2 separate regions of the Pan troglodytes genome follow, and region 2 is linked to region 1. Evidence: chromatin contacts called from public HiChIP or PLAC-seq data. All regions are on one chromosome and are shown on one strand. Each heading gives the region's core, a stretch centred on a gene start, on an enhancer-like site or on the middle of the called end of the contact. The rest is flanking DNA. Distances are from core to core; before and after follow the strand shown.

What was found. HiChIP or PLAC-seq counts read pairs in DNA pulled down with a chosen protein or histone mark.
Region 2: a contact with region 1 is called in an H3K4me3 HiChIP or PLAC-seq map of stem cell-derived excitatory neurons, with 4 times the contacts expected there. The contact joins the promoter of UBXN2B here to the promoter of FAM110B in region 1. A contact is called at or near these places in 2 of 7 Hi-C or Micro-C datasets (a lymphoblastoid cell line and stem cell-derived neural progenitor cells) and 1 of 1 datasets of contacts at active chromatin or transcription factors (stem cell-derived excitatory neurons).

What each region holds. Positions count from the first base shown.
Region 1 is chr7:66,623,031-66,625,781 of NHGRI_mPanTro3-v2.0_pri, reverse strand. FAM110B (family with sequence similarity 110 member B) reads right to left here and starts at 1,412. Exons shown (of 4, transcript XR_010159567.1): 1 at 1,062-1,412.
Region 2 is chr7:67,037,339-67,040,089 of NHGRI_mPanTro3-v2.0_pri, reverse strand. UBXN2B (UBX domain protein 2B) reads right to left here and starts at 1,340. Exons shown (of 7, transcript XM_009455423.5): 1 at 1,204-1,340. The coding sequence starts at 1,287.

The DNA of each region.
Region 1 (2,751 bases), core at 163-2,662:
GTCACAGATGTGTGCCAGATTTTGCAGAGGACATAAGTTGGCTGTGAGGAAGAACACAGAGTTTGCCTATTTTTTAGGCAGGAAAGAAAGCCTGCACTTTTCTGTGTGTGTGTGTGTCAATAAATCTGAATAACAACTTGAAAGGGTTAAAAAGCTGAGCACCAGGTGTTTTCTTTCCACTTTCCAGAGTAATTTAAGCACACTGCAAAGTTATCTCCCTTCCTTCCCCACGAGCCAGCTTAAGGGAGACCTGTCACTGCCATTTACACTGTACAGCTCCAGCTCTAAACAATAGGAGGGCACCAGGCTGGGCAGCAGGCATCACGGCTTCCCACAGCCTGTATGGGCTTTGTTGCCAAGTTATGAGCTCCGCTGGGTGATGGAGGCACGAGTGAGCCAAGGAGAATTTAATTCTATTTCAAATTTGTATGCTTTCAAAGAAAATAGAGACAATTGAGGCCACGGGAGGAGCTGGAGGGGGTAACCAAAAACAAACTTTCGGAACCTCAGAATCTACATTTCTAGCAGTAATTCTCAGCAAAGGATTAGGTGGTATTGATACTCTCAAAGTATTTAACACCGAGATTAGAGACCATTCAAGGAGCGGTGGCCGAGCGGAGTCCCCATCCTTCGTAGTCCCACTCCTCCAGCAGCAACCGGCGGCGCGCTTTCGGAGCCCACCTCCGCTCCGCAGCGCGGCCAGCTTCCCCCCGCCCTGGCTCCAACCCCGGCTCCAGCCCCGGCCCCGTGCCCAGCCTCCTAGCCGAGCCCGGGACGTGCAGCCAAGCCGAGCGCAGAGGGGGCGCGGGGCAGGCAGCGGCGCTGCGCCTCCCCCGGCGGCCCAGAAAGCCGGACGGGGTCCGCCTGGGCCAGTGAGGCCGGGCTCAACGGAGACCCGGGCCGGGCGGGGAAGCTGCAGGCGCAGAGCCGGCTTAGCTCCGCGCCGCCTGGCCACGCGCAGCGCCCGCATTGTCCGCAGTCGGGGCGCGGCGCGACCACTGAACCCGAATCCCAACCCCCGCCCAGCAGTCTCTCTCCCGGCCCCCACGGCCCAGTCTTACCTGGGCCGCTCACCCCAGTCCCTGGCGGTGCGGCCCGAGCCGGGCGCCAGGCTCCGGGGGACTGCAAGGAGGGAGAGTCGGGGCCCGCGAGGGACGAAGGGCCGAGAGCGGGCTGTAGGGGCCGCCGAGTGTTCACGGTCGCCGCCGCGGGGCCGCGGGTAGAGAGCAGACGGGGCTGGCGGAACGGGCCCAGGACGCGCGGCCGCGGAGGGCCCGGCTGGCGGCGGCCGCGATGGTTCGGTCTGCACCGAGTGGGAGGGCTCAGGCAGGCTTCGCCGGAGAGCGAGGGAGGGAACTTGGAGCCAGTTGCTGTGGCCGAGAGCGCGTGTCCCTGAGCCAGTGTACACGCCCCTCGTGCGCCCCGCCCCGCCTCCATCCCGCCCCCACCCCACCTTCCGGGTCCCCACCCTTCTCGCACCTCCACTCCAAGCCCTGCCTCTCTCTCAACATCTCCACCCCGCTACTGATGCCCATCCCACCCCATCCCTGACCCACCCCCCATTCCACTCCGTCGGCGCCTCCATTTCCTCCCTATCCCCCACTCCCACCTATGTCCGCACGCAAGCACCCCCACCCTGCTCCCACCCGGTGATACCGCTGGATCTCGGACTGCCATCCCAGTGCAGATCGCTCAGCGCTGGAGACTTAGAGCCTGTGTCCTGAATGAGATAACCCCACCTGGTAGTCCAGCCATCCAAACGTCTTGGTGCTTGACATTTTCTGTTTACTAACTTTCATATACTCAGATGGAGCGTCCTAGCTTAATTTCTGAAGGCATTTTTAAGACTTCAAAAAAATGTTTGGAGAAAATAGTAAATAACGAAAAATATCAAGCATGATGTACTACCTCTGAAATGTGGGCCAGCTGATGTTTTAAAATGAAATGCTTTGGGGTGCATCATTATTAATCGCCTAATATATTATTTGAGAATACTTTCTGCTTAGATTTGCTTAATAACTTGGTTGTTTCAGGAAAGGATTTGTTTTAGGAAGACTAAACAGATTGTAATTTAATTTTGCTATTGGGAAGTCTAAAAGATAAAATCCATCTTTATCAAAATGAATTTGAATGGGATATGGACTCACAAAATAATTGTTTCTTCTAGAAAATATTTAGCAAGGATTTCTTTTTAATCTCTGGTACATTAACAATACGATTTCACTCATCTCATTTTCTCAGAAAGATCGTTTATGTTTGAATTGTGCTTCAATTCAATGAATCTATAGTTTCATAATAGTTAAGAAGTTGCCAACTAAATAAACTCAGACTTTATAATAATATTTTTTTTTCTATTTAAAAGATTACCATTTTAAGAAAGTGACATGATACTGGGATTTAAATGGAACTTTCCTTTGGCATACTAATACATTCCTTGTGATCACAGATTACGTTGTGGTCTCCATTAACTCCAAAAGTCATATAACAATAGAAATAAACTATTTTTCATCATTCCCATAGCAAATGGAACCAACTTCTCTCCCTCTCAAGTATACTTTTTTTCCCCACTTCTTTGCCCCAATATCTTCCTTTTAGGAATTTCCCCCTCCCATTGGGTGTGACTAGCCCACAGAGCTTCCTGACATTGTGAGGGATATGACCCAGGCCAGCCAATTAGAATATCGTCTGAGAACAAAGGAGGAGGGTGCTTTCCCTGACTGACAGGGCAGCTCCTGGGACCATATCATATAT
Region 2 (2,751 bases), core at 91-2,590, 410 kb before region 1:
AACTCCATGCCGCCTCTTAGTGATGTGGGTTTATAATAGGAAAGATGAGGTACACAATAGCTTCCTATCCCTTGATACTGTTTACTACTACTGAACCAACTATGGGAGCTGGAACTATTCTACATTAAGTTCACCTCCTAATGTTACACTGATCTCTCCAGCCTCCAAATTCTTCGCTTTATGCACTGCTTATTTTGGCACCCAATCATACTCCATCTTAAAATGTTATGCTAAGTATTCATACCCTATTTCTTCGAAGAAATCTGTAGGCTTCCAAAAGGTAGAACTGTCTTTCACACTTACATACCTACCCATCAATAGAGTTCAGCACCGACTAAGGATTTGATGTCCTTATTTCCACATTCCCAAAGCTCAGCAGTATGTTACAATGGATGGTGGTTTGTTCACATTAGAATGAAGTGTGGTTGTAAAGTAATACAGTAAAACTGTTCTACCAAGATTCTCCTTAGTATCTCCTTACTGATATTTACTTGTTAAATTTTTATCAATAATCTTATAATGAGACACAAAAACGCCTAAAATGAGAAAAGTGGCGTTAGTATCTGATAAAACGGGATTTGGTGCGCTACTATTTAGCTAACTAATACTAGTGTCCTACACAACATTACGAAGTTTTATTTCCCAGTTTCTTCAGTGCAATGTTTTAAAGACCACAGCTTAGACAACTAGGCTGTATGGGCATAGAGTGCATCGCTTTCCTTCACCCCTTTAAAAGAAAAACCTACCTGATAAAATGGAACCATTTTTATATTTAAGTAAGCAAGTCAGAAATAGCATCCAAGACAAAAAAGAACAAATCACGTATCATTACTGTTCAGGTGACTGTCTACTTCCCTGCGGCCACAGTAACCTTTCTTCTGGAGTAAGTCTCAAGAAGGAAGCATCAACCCGTGAACCGACCAACTGACCCCGCAAAATGTGATTCTAAACGAATAGCTATTTTTACATCGTACGTGGGGTGGAAGGGAGACAAAGCACCAGCGCTGGAGGCTTGGGCACTTGTGTTCACGACCACCACAGTGTCAAGACCCGACCTCGAGAGACCGGGCGCCGGATTCTATCCCCAGACGGGGTCGGGGAAAGGCTCCGCCGAGGCCAGAGGTGGCCTCCAACTCGCACCAGGCCGCGCCGTCACCAGCCCGCGTCCACCGCGGCGCTCCCTCCCCCGGCTCCTCGCCTCACCTGCAAATCCCGCGCGCTCGGAGGCCGCGGCCCGGAAGACCTCCTCTCCTGCTCGCCGGGCTCAGGGCCTCCGCCCTCCGCCATCTTCCGCTGGCTAGCGGCGCCCGCTGCGGACGCACCTGCCGCAACTTCCGGGGCCGGTTGCCTGGCAACCGCAGGAGGGGCGAAGACGCGCAAGGTGCGTGCGCGTCCCCGCTACCCGAACCCGCGCCCCCGTTTCCGGTGCTGGCCCACCTTTTTGGTTTCTCCTTTTTTCTTAAAGGGAGTTTCTCCGCAGGGAAACCTCTGTTAAGTTTTGTGTTGCCCCTGCTACTCGCCTAAAGGCACTGTAGGCCGCCCTAGAGGGCAGCATAGACTTGCAGATTCATTTAGCTCAACAATGAAAACATCCTCTGGATTTTTCATCTGATGAAAAATTGCAACCTCTCCATCTAGTCTTGGTCAGATTCTCTGATCTTTCCTATCAAGGATTGGATGGTACATCGTCACCACAGCGTGAATTAGCACTGAGAGTGAAAAACACCGTAAAAAGTGCTTGGAATAATTTGCTAAAAGCAGAACTCTGCCGGGCCTGTGGCTCACGCCTGTAGTCCCAGCACTTTGGGAGGCCGAGGCGGACGAGGTGATCGAGACCATCCTGGCCAACATGGTGAAACCCCTTCTCTACTAAAAAAAAAAAAATATATATATATATATGTATATGTGTATATATATATGTATATGTGTATGTATATATATATATATATATATATACACACACACAAAAATTAGCTGGGCGTGGCGGAGCGTGCCTGTAGTCCGAGCTACTTGGGAGACTGACGCAGGAGAATCGCTTGAATCAGGGAGTCGGAGGTTGCAGGGAGCCGAGATCGCGCCACTGCACTCCAGCCTGGCGACAGAGGGAGGATCCGTCTCAAAACAGAAAAAAAGCAGATCTCGAGACTATCAAGCCCTTGTCATTCAACTGAAATTGATTTAGACTCTGGTCTTCTTATCCTAGGCACTTTTTTTTTTTTGAGACGGAGCCTCGCTCTGTCGCCCAAGCTGGAGTGCAGTGGCGCGATCTCGGCTCACTGCAGCCTCCACCTCCCGGGTTCAAGCAATTCTCCTGCCTCAGCCTCCCGAGTAGCTTGGACTACAGGTGCGCGCCGCCATGCCCGGCTAACTTTTGTATTTTTAGTAAAGACGGGGTTTCACCATGTTGGCCAGGATGGTCTTGATCTCCTGACCTCATGATCTGCCCACCTCGGCCTCCCAAAGTGCTGGGATTATAGGCGTGAGCCACTGCGCCCGGCCTCCTAGGCACTTTTATGCCCAAGGGATGCAAAGGTAAAAAGAAATAGTCCCAGTCATTATGAAACTCAGTCTAGTAGGGAAAAGAGATATGTAAACGGACAAGATGCAGCTTGCAGTAGAGCTTTGCTTGGGAGGGTTACAAAGGAAATGTGAGCCATGTGAGGGGAAATACTCCGTTGGTATCTGCTGTGTGCACCATGCTAGGTGCTGGAGTCGACAGCTTGCCGCCCGAGCTTTGGCATACTGATCGTT